2 separate regions of the Pan troglodytes genome follow, and region 1 is linked to region 2. A link is a contact called in public Hi-C data. All regions are on one chromosome and are shown on one strand. Each heading gives the region's core, a stretch centred on a gene start, on an enhancer-like site or on the middle of the called end of the contact. The rest is flanking DNA. Distances are from core to core; before and after follow the strand shown.

Region 1 (2,700 bases), core at 181-2,680, 480 kb after region 2:
TTTTCTCATCTATGAAATGGGCATAATGTTCTCATCTCATTGAGTTCTTGAAAGATTTGTGTAACAAGCTTAGCATGGTGCCCGGCACAAAGTGAACACTCTTCAACAAGTCTGGGCTGTTTCTTGTTGAATTAATGAGTCTAGGACACACGTTCAGTCCTATGGTAGCACCTGGGAGTAGGAAAGCATTTGGGAAGGCCGCCCCCCTACTTCCATCAACCCTGAGAAGCCTTCTGATCCTCACATAGGATAAAACGCAGCCCTTCCTTTCTCATATTGGAAATCTCCAGTGACCTGACCTTAGAGGTATCCCGCACGCCCTCAGTCCCCCGGCGGGCCCTGCCACCACCCCTCAGCATTGCCGGATGTGCGGCTGAGGTCCAAGGTTTGGAGAGTTTCCGGGACTGGCCGGGTCACCCTGCGGCTCGGCCGTGTCTGGCAGCCCCACCCTTCCTGGCAGCCAGGCCCTCTGAAATTCCGCCAGCACCGGGGGACGAAGAAGGTCTTGCTGGGATGGGGGAGGGCGGGAAGAGGGGGAGCACGAGCCGACTTTGCCCTCCCATCCAGCCACGCGGAGAATCCATCCCTGGCAGTGCCGACTGCTCCTCCTAGTGGGCAAGGAAGCTCTTCCCGGCACCAGGACAGAGCGCCTCCACCAGGCCTGCTAGAGGATCTCAGCTCCATCTCACCATGAAGCCCCCCACAGCCGAAAAAGCCCTCCCACATCCAGATCCCCCAGACACTTGGTGGCTTTTCAGGAGACACGGTTCTAACACCCATTTCACAGATAAGAGCACTGAGTCCGTCTCTGGCCGTGAGGCTGTGGCAGGGCTGGGACTGGAAGCAGGGCCTTTCATTTGACTTCTTGTAGGTTTCTTCCGGGGCACCACTTTGTTTTTGTTTTTTGTTTTGTTTTGTTGAGATGGAGCTTCACTCTTGTGGCCCAGGCTGGAGTGCAATGGTGCCATCTCGGCTCACTGCAAGCTCCACCTCCGGGGTTCAAGCGATTCTCCTGCCTCAGACTCCCGAGTAGCTGGGATTACAGGCGCCCGCCACCACGGCCGGCTCTTTTTTTTTTTTTTTTGGTATTTTTAGTGAGGCGGGGTTTCACTATGTTGGCCAGGGTGGTGTCGAGCTCCTGACATCAGATGATCCACCCACCTCGGCCTCCCAAAGTGCTGGGATTACAGGTGTGAGCCACCGTGCCGTGCCCAGGGCACCACTTTGAAAACTGGCATAGAGGAAGAAATGGCCACCTTCTCACCCATTGCCCACCCCTTTCCGCCTCCCCCCCTCACACAAGCCTGACACCACCTTGACAAGAGGACTGCTTCATTTCTTTGCCCTGGGTAGCTAGAGCCTAGTGCCCCAGGGTGCCTGATTAAAAGCGTGTTGACTGGCTCGCTCCTTTCCTGCCGGATCATCCTGCTTCTTCAAGCTCCACCCACCTCAGGATCAGCCTTCCCTTCCAACCGCAGGCCTGACCCCGCTGCTCTACAGGAGGAAAAGGCGCTCTGCGCTTTGTGGCCGGATCCGGGGTTCAGCAAGTCTCATCCTGGAGCTACCTCCATCAGAGTCAAGCTGTGCAGAGGCCCGGGGCAGCTCAGATGCTTGGGTGGGGGTGGCGAGGCACGGCTCCTGCCCTGTCAACAGAACCTGCAGAGGTCTTCAGGCTGCCCCCTTGAGAGCAGACTCTGTCACCCCTGCCCTGGCAAAGACCAATTGGAGAGAAGCCATTTTGGAGCCAGTCACTCATTAAGGAGGGGGAGGTGACCCTTGCCCTGTCTTCTTCCCTGAAAACAAAGTCCTTCCTTTGAGCTCTCCAGAGGCTGGCCTCCTGCACTGAATGCAGCCACAAGCAGCCCCCAGGGAGCCCCAGGTCCTGGGGACAGGCCCCAGAGGCCTGGCTTGGAGACCCTGGCCTGGAGGCTCTCCCAGGCCTTGGAGCCTGCTCTCTTCCCTGGGATAGAGGGGAGGGCCTGCCACCCGCCACCCGCCGCCTGGATCCTGTCATGGGACAGAGCTGGGCCTGAGCTCCAGGACAGAACAGGCAGACAGTGATCTGTGTTTTCTGGGAAGACAGCCAGTCCTCGTGCCCTCAGGCTTCCGGGCACTGAGGAGTATGGCCGAGCAGTCACCCGCCGCCCTGGCTCAGCCCCCTCCAGGCCCAGGCTGGGTGGGCACACCCCATCCCTGGTATCCAGGCCAGAGAGCTGCAGCAGGAGGGGCCATCACGCTGCTCTCTCTCCCTCGCCTGTGGCTTCATAAACTAAACAGTACAGCATCAAGGGGAGTGGGCATGCAGGCTGAGCTCTGAGCCGTGCCAGCCTGTGCACACACAGAGGCATCGTTTGGTGGGTGCACCCTGAGCATGTCTCATCCTTTCCCCCTCAACGAGGCTGAGCCGCTCAAGGGCATGGGAAAAGCACTGATTTGGCCTCAAAACAGCATTGGGTTCCAGTTCCTGGGCAGTGCTGCCATCCACCCGTGGGACCATGGTGAGTCATTTCATCCCCTGAGCCTGTTTCTTCAGCTGCGCCGTGGGGCAGTAACCTCCGCTGTGCCCCTTCCTAGTTGCTCAGTCTTGTGGTGTCAGGCAGCTGTGAGAACACGCAGGCCATGATACTCCCACGAGAACTTCTCCCTATTTTTTTTTTTTTTTTTTTTTTGAGATGGAGTCTCACTTTTTCTCCCAGGCTG
Region 2 (2,700 bases), core at 131-2,630:
GTACCAGAGAGGCCTGGCTCTGGGGAAGTTGGAGGTTTTACTCCCTGGCATCATCTGCAGTCGAGAGTGATCTGGCAGATACTATCTCTCCCAACCAACTTGGCAAGGCTCTGGTCCTGCGTGAGGAGGCAAGGAGTTCTCTTGGATGAGGTGAGCACACCCAGGTGAGGCAGCGCACAAGCTCTGCAGACAGAGGGAGGTTAGCATCCGGAAGAGGCAACTACACAGCTGCCACCCCATTCGGTACTTCTCTCAAGGCACACGGGCGGTGTGGCAGAGCCTGTTCCTTGCTGACCAGTGTCCATTCCCCCTTTCTTCCTTAGTATCGGATTCCAGTTTTATTTGGAGTGGTGATGGGGCTACATTTCCAGCCCTGCTTGCAGCAAGGATGGCCAACGAGACGCAAGCACAAGTCATGACGTGGATCTTCAAGGGGCCCGACTTGGTGGGCAGAGCGCTGTGTTGGCCTTTGGCGTTCCCCGTATTCCTCTGCGGAGGACTCTGCAGTAGCCCATGAGGTTACAGGGCTGATGCGAGGCTCGTGCTCTGGTAATGACTGATCATTTTGTAGGCTGCAGCCTATCTACAGATGTCTTTTAGATGGGCAAATAAACTCTCAATTTGGCAAAGTCACTCCGATTAGGACTCTTACTACCAGCTAAACAGAATTCCTAACTGATCCAGATGGACTTGGAGAGAAAAGAGCTCCCAGTCACTGGAGATGTGCAAGCATCAGTGGCAGGGGTTAGTGGGGCGAGGGGCCTGGCAGGGGCTGGGGGGGGCAAGTGCAGGACTAGAAGTATTTGCTATTTGGTGACCCTCTGTGAGGTGTTCAAATCCCAGCCTGCTGGGGCTATTGGTTAAATGGTTTTAGTCTGAGCCTTAAAACAACAACAGGCTCAAAAGAGAAGAAATTCATCACAAATTAGGGGCCCATTTGTGTCACCTGCCTCTAAACTCTGAGGCTCTGCAGCAGAAGAAGCCCTGTGTTGCTGGGGAGAAGGTGGCTTCACGGACACTCCCGTTTCAGTGTGACTGCTTTTGGGGCCTATAGGGGGCACTAAGGAACTATGGGATCTTGTTGCCTCTGTGGCGGGGTCAGCGCTCAGACCTCCAGCCACCCCAGCCAGCAAGAAGAAGGAATGGGGCTGGGGCTGGGACAAGGGTCGGTTATAATGGGTAGAAATGAAATCGCCCCTTCCCCATTCTTCTTAAAGATCTAAAATGCAGAGCACCTGATTTTAAAGTTCAGAAGAAAATGTCTCCCCTCCGCAATGAGAGCTTGACATTTCTGTCACTGAATCTTAGACTAGAAAGGGGCCTTGGAGATCCGCCAGTCCTCACTATTCATTCAGCAGATGAGAAACTGGAGGCCCGAGAAGGAAAGTGAGGGATCCAAAGAGAGGCAGGGCGTTAGCAGCAGGGCTGGGCCGCAGGCTGGGCCTTCCAACTTCCAGCAGAGTGTTCTTTCCACCACACCACACCCACCGTCTTGGCCACGTTTGTTCTCTTTTCTGGCCCTGGGGGGACTCTGGCAGGGCTGGGGGTCTGATGTGAACTGGAATCTGTTCAATTTCACCTCTCATTGCTCCTGCCAGCTCGCCAGCTCTGGCTGATGGAGGCAATTAGAACCAGACATCCCATAAGGGCATTCCAGAAAGATCTCTTAAAATTCCACAGCAGCTGGGGACTTGCCTTTCCCTGCAGGGATCATCTGGTGTGTAAATACCTAGTTGTGTAAGGCACAGGGTTGAGGGGCCATGCTTACACATACACAGTCTCTCAACCCACATTCACCCACAGATAGAAAAATAGAGAAATATTCAGTAGGAATTCCTTTCCTTTCTACCTCCCAAAGAGAGAAGTGAAGAATTTACAGGCCACCCCGGGAACATTTAATTACTTGCTGCTGAGGGATGGGCACTGTATTTGCACTGGGCAGTGGGTGGCAGAGGGTGGGGGACATCCCTGGTTTTCTTCCTTGCACTGCAGAGGGCTGCTTCCCACCACTGGGTTCCGAGGAAGGCCAAGCAGTGTTTGTGGCCAGCTTAGCAAATATGCAGTCCAGGAGCCTGGCTGAAAGGTGTTGCCTCAGTTTATCTGTGGGAGCCCTGAGGCACCAAAAGACAAAATGGCAGAGCAAGGAACTCCAACCCAGGACCACTGGCTTTGATTAACCTGTTCAATGATCTCCAGTGACTGTAACATCAAAACGGAAGGGCAGACCCTGGCTCATGAGTTGATGGAGCCCTCTCTTTCTCAGAGCTCCCATTTCACAGTTGTCACCAGTCAACCTTGCTTTGGCCAACAATGTGCTTCTGTTAGTTGGCCAGTGTTTAAGTAGACCCAGAGGGCCTTTTGTTAGAAGTCAGTGGGAAACAGCCAAAGCATTGCAAAGGCAGATGGAAAAACCGGACACGTTCTCTAACCTGAGGGAGCACCTAGTTCCACTGTGATTTACAGGAGGCTAGAAGGGGAAGGAAAGGGTCATCATTCTGACAAGTCTACATACCAAATTGGTTGCAGAGCTTAGGAGAGAGCCCACATCTTCTGTTTCCCAGACTAGAGTGTTTTCAACACCATCACACCACCACTCCCAACTCCTCCCTTTGAGGTTGCATTTGGCCTGAATATCCCATGAGAGTAGTGTAAAACAGTGTTAAAAAATTAAATCAGGTCATGATTACTATAATTTTTTAT

The links. A called contact is a pair of places that touch in the nucleus more often than the background predicts.
Region 1: a contact with region 2 is called in a Hi-C map of induced pluripotent stem cells, with 1.9 times the contacts expected there. The contact joins two enhancer-like sites. A contact is called at or near these places in 2 of 7 Hi-C or Micro-C datasets (induced pluripotent stem cells and stem cell-derived neural progenitor cells).

What each region holds. Positions count from the first base shown.
Region 1 is chr2:197,451,276-197,453,975 of NHGRI_mPanTro3-v2.0_pri, forward strand. No RefSeq gene overlaps it. Among named protein-coding and RNA genes, the nearest start is that of CPN2, 85 kb to the right of the region's middle. Within about 2 kb of position 1,431, at least 13 of the 24 cell types and tissues checked have an H3K27ac peak or open chromatin away from gene starts, as enhancers often do. A contact at or near this core is called in induced pluripotent stem cells and stem cell-derived neural progenitor cells, where this site is marked.
Region 2 is chr2:196,966,426-196,969,125 of NHGRI_mPanTro3-v2.0_pri, forward strand. No RefSeq gene overlaps it. Among named protein-coding and RNA genes, the nearest start is that of ATP13A4, 200 kb to the left of the region's middle. Within about 2 kb of position 1,381, at least 6 of the 24 cell types and tissues checked have an H3K27ac peak or open chromatin away from gene starts, as enhancers often do. A contact at or near this core is called in induced pluripotent stem cells and stem cell-derived neural progenitor cells, where this site is marked.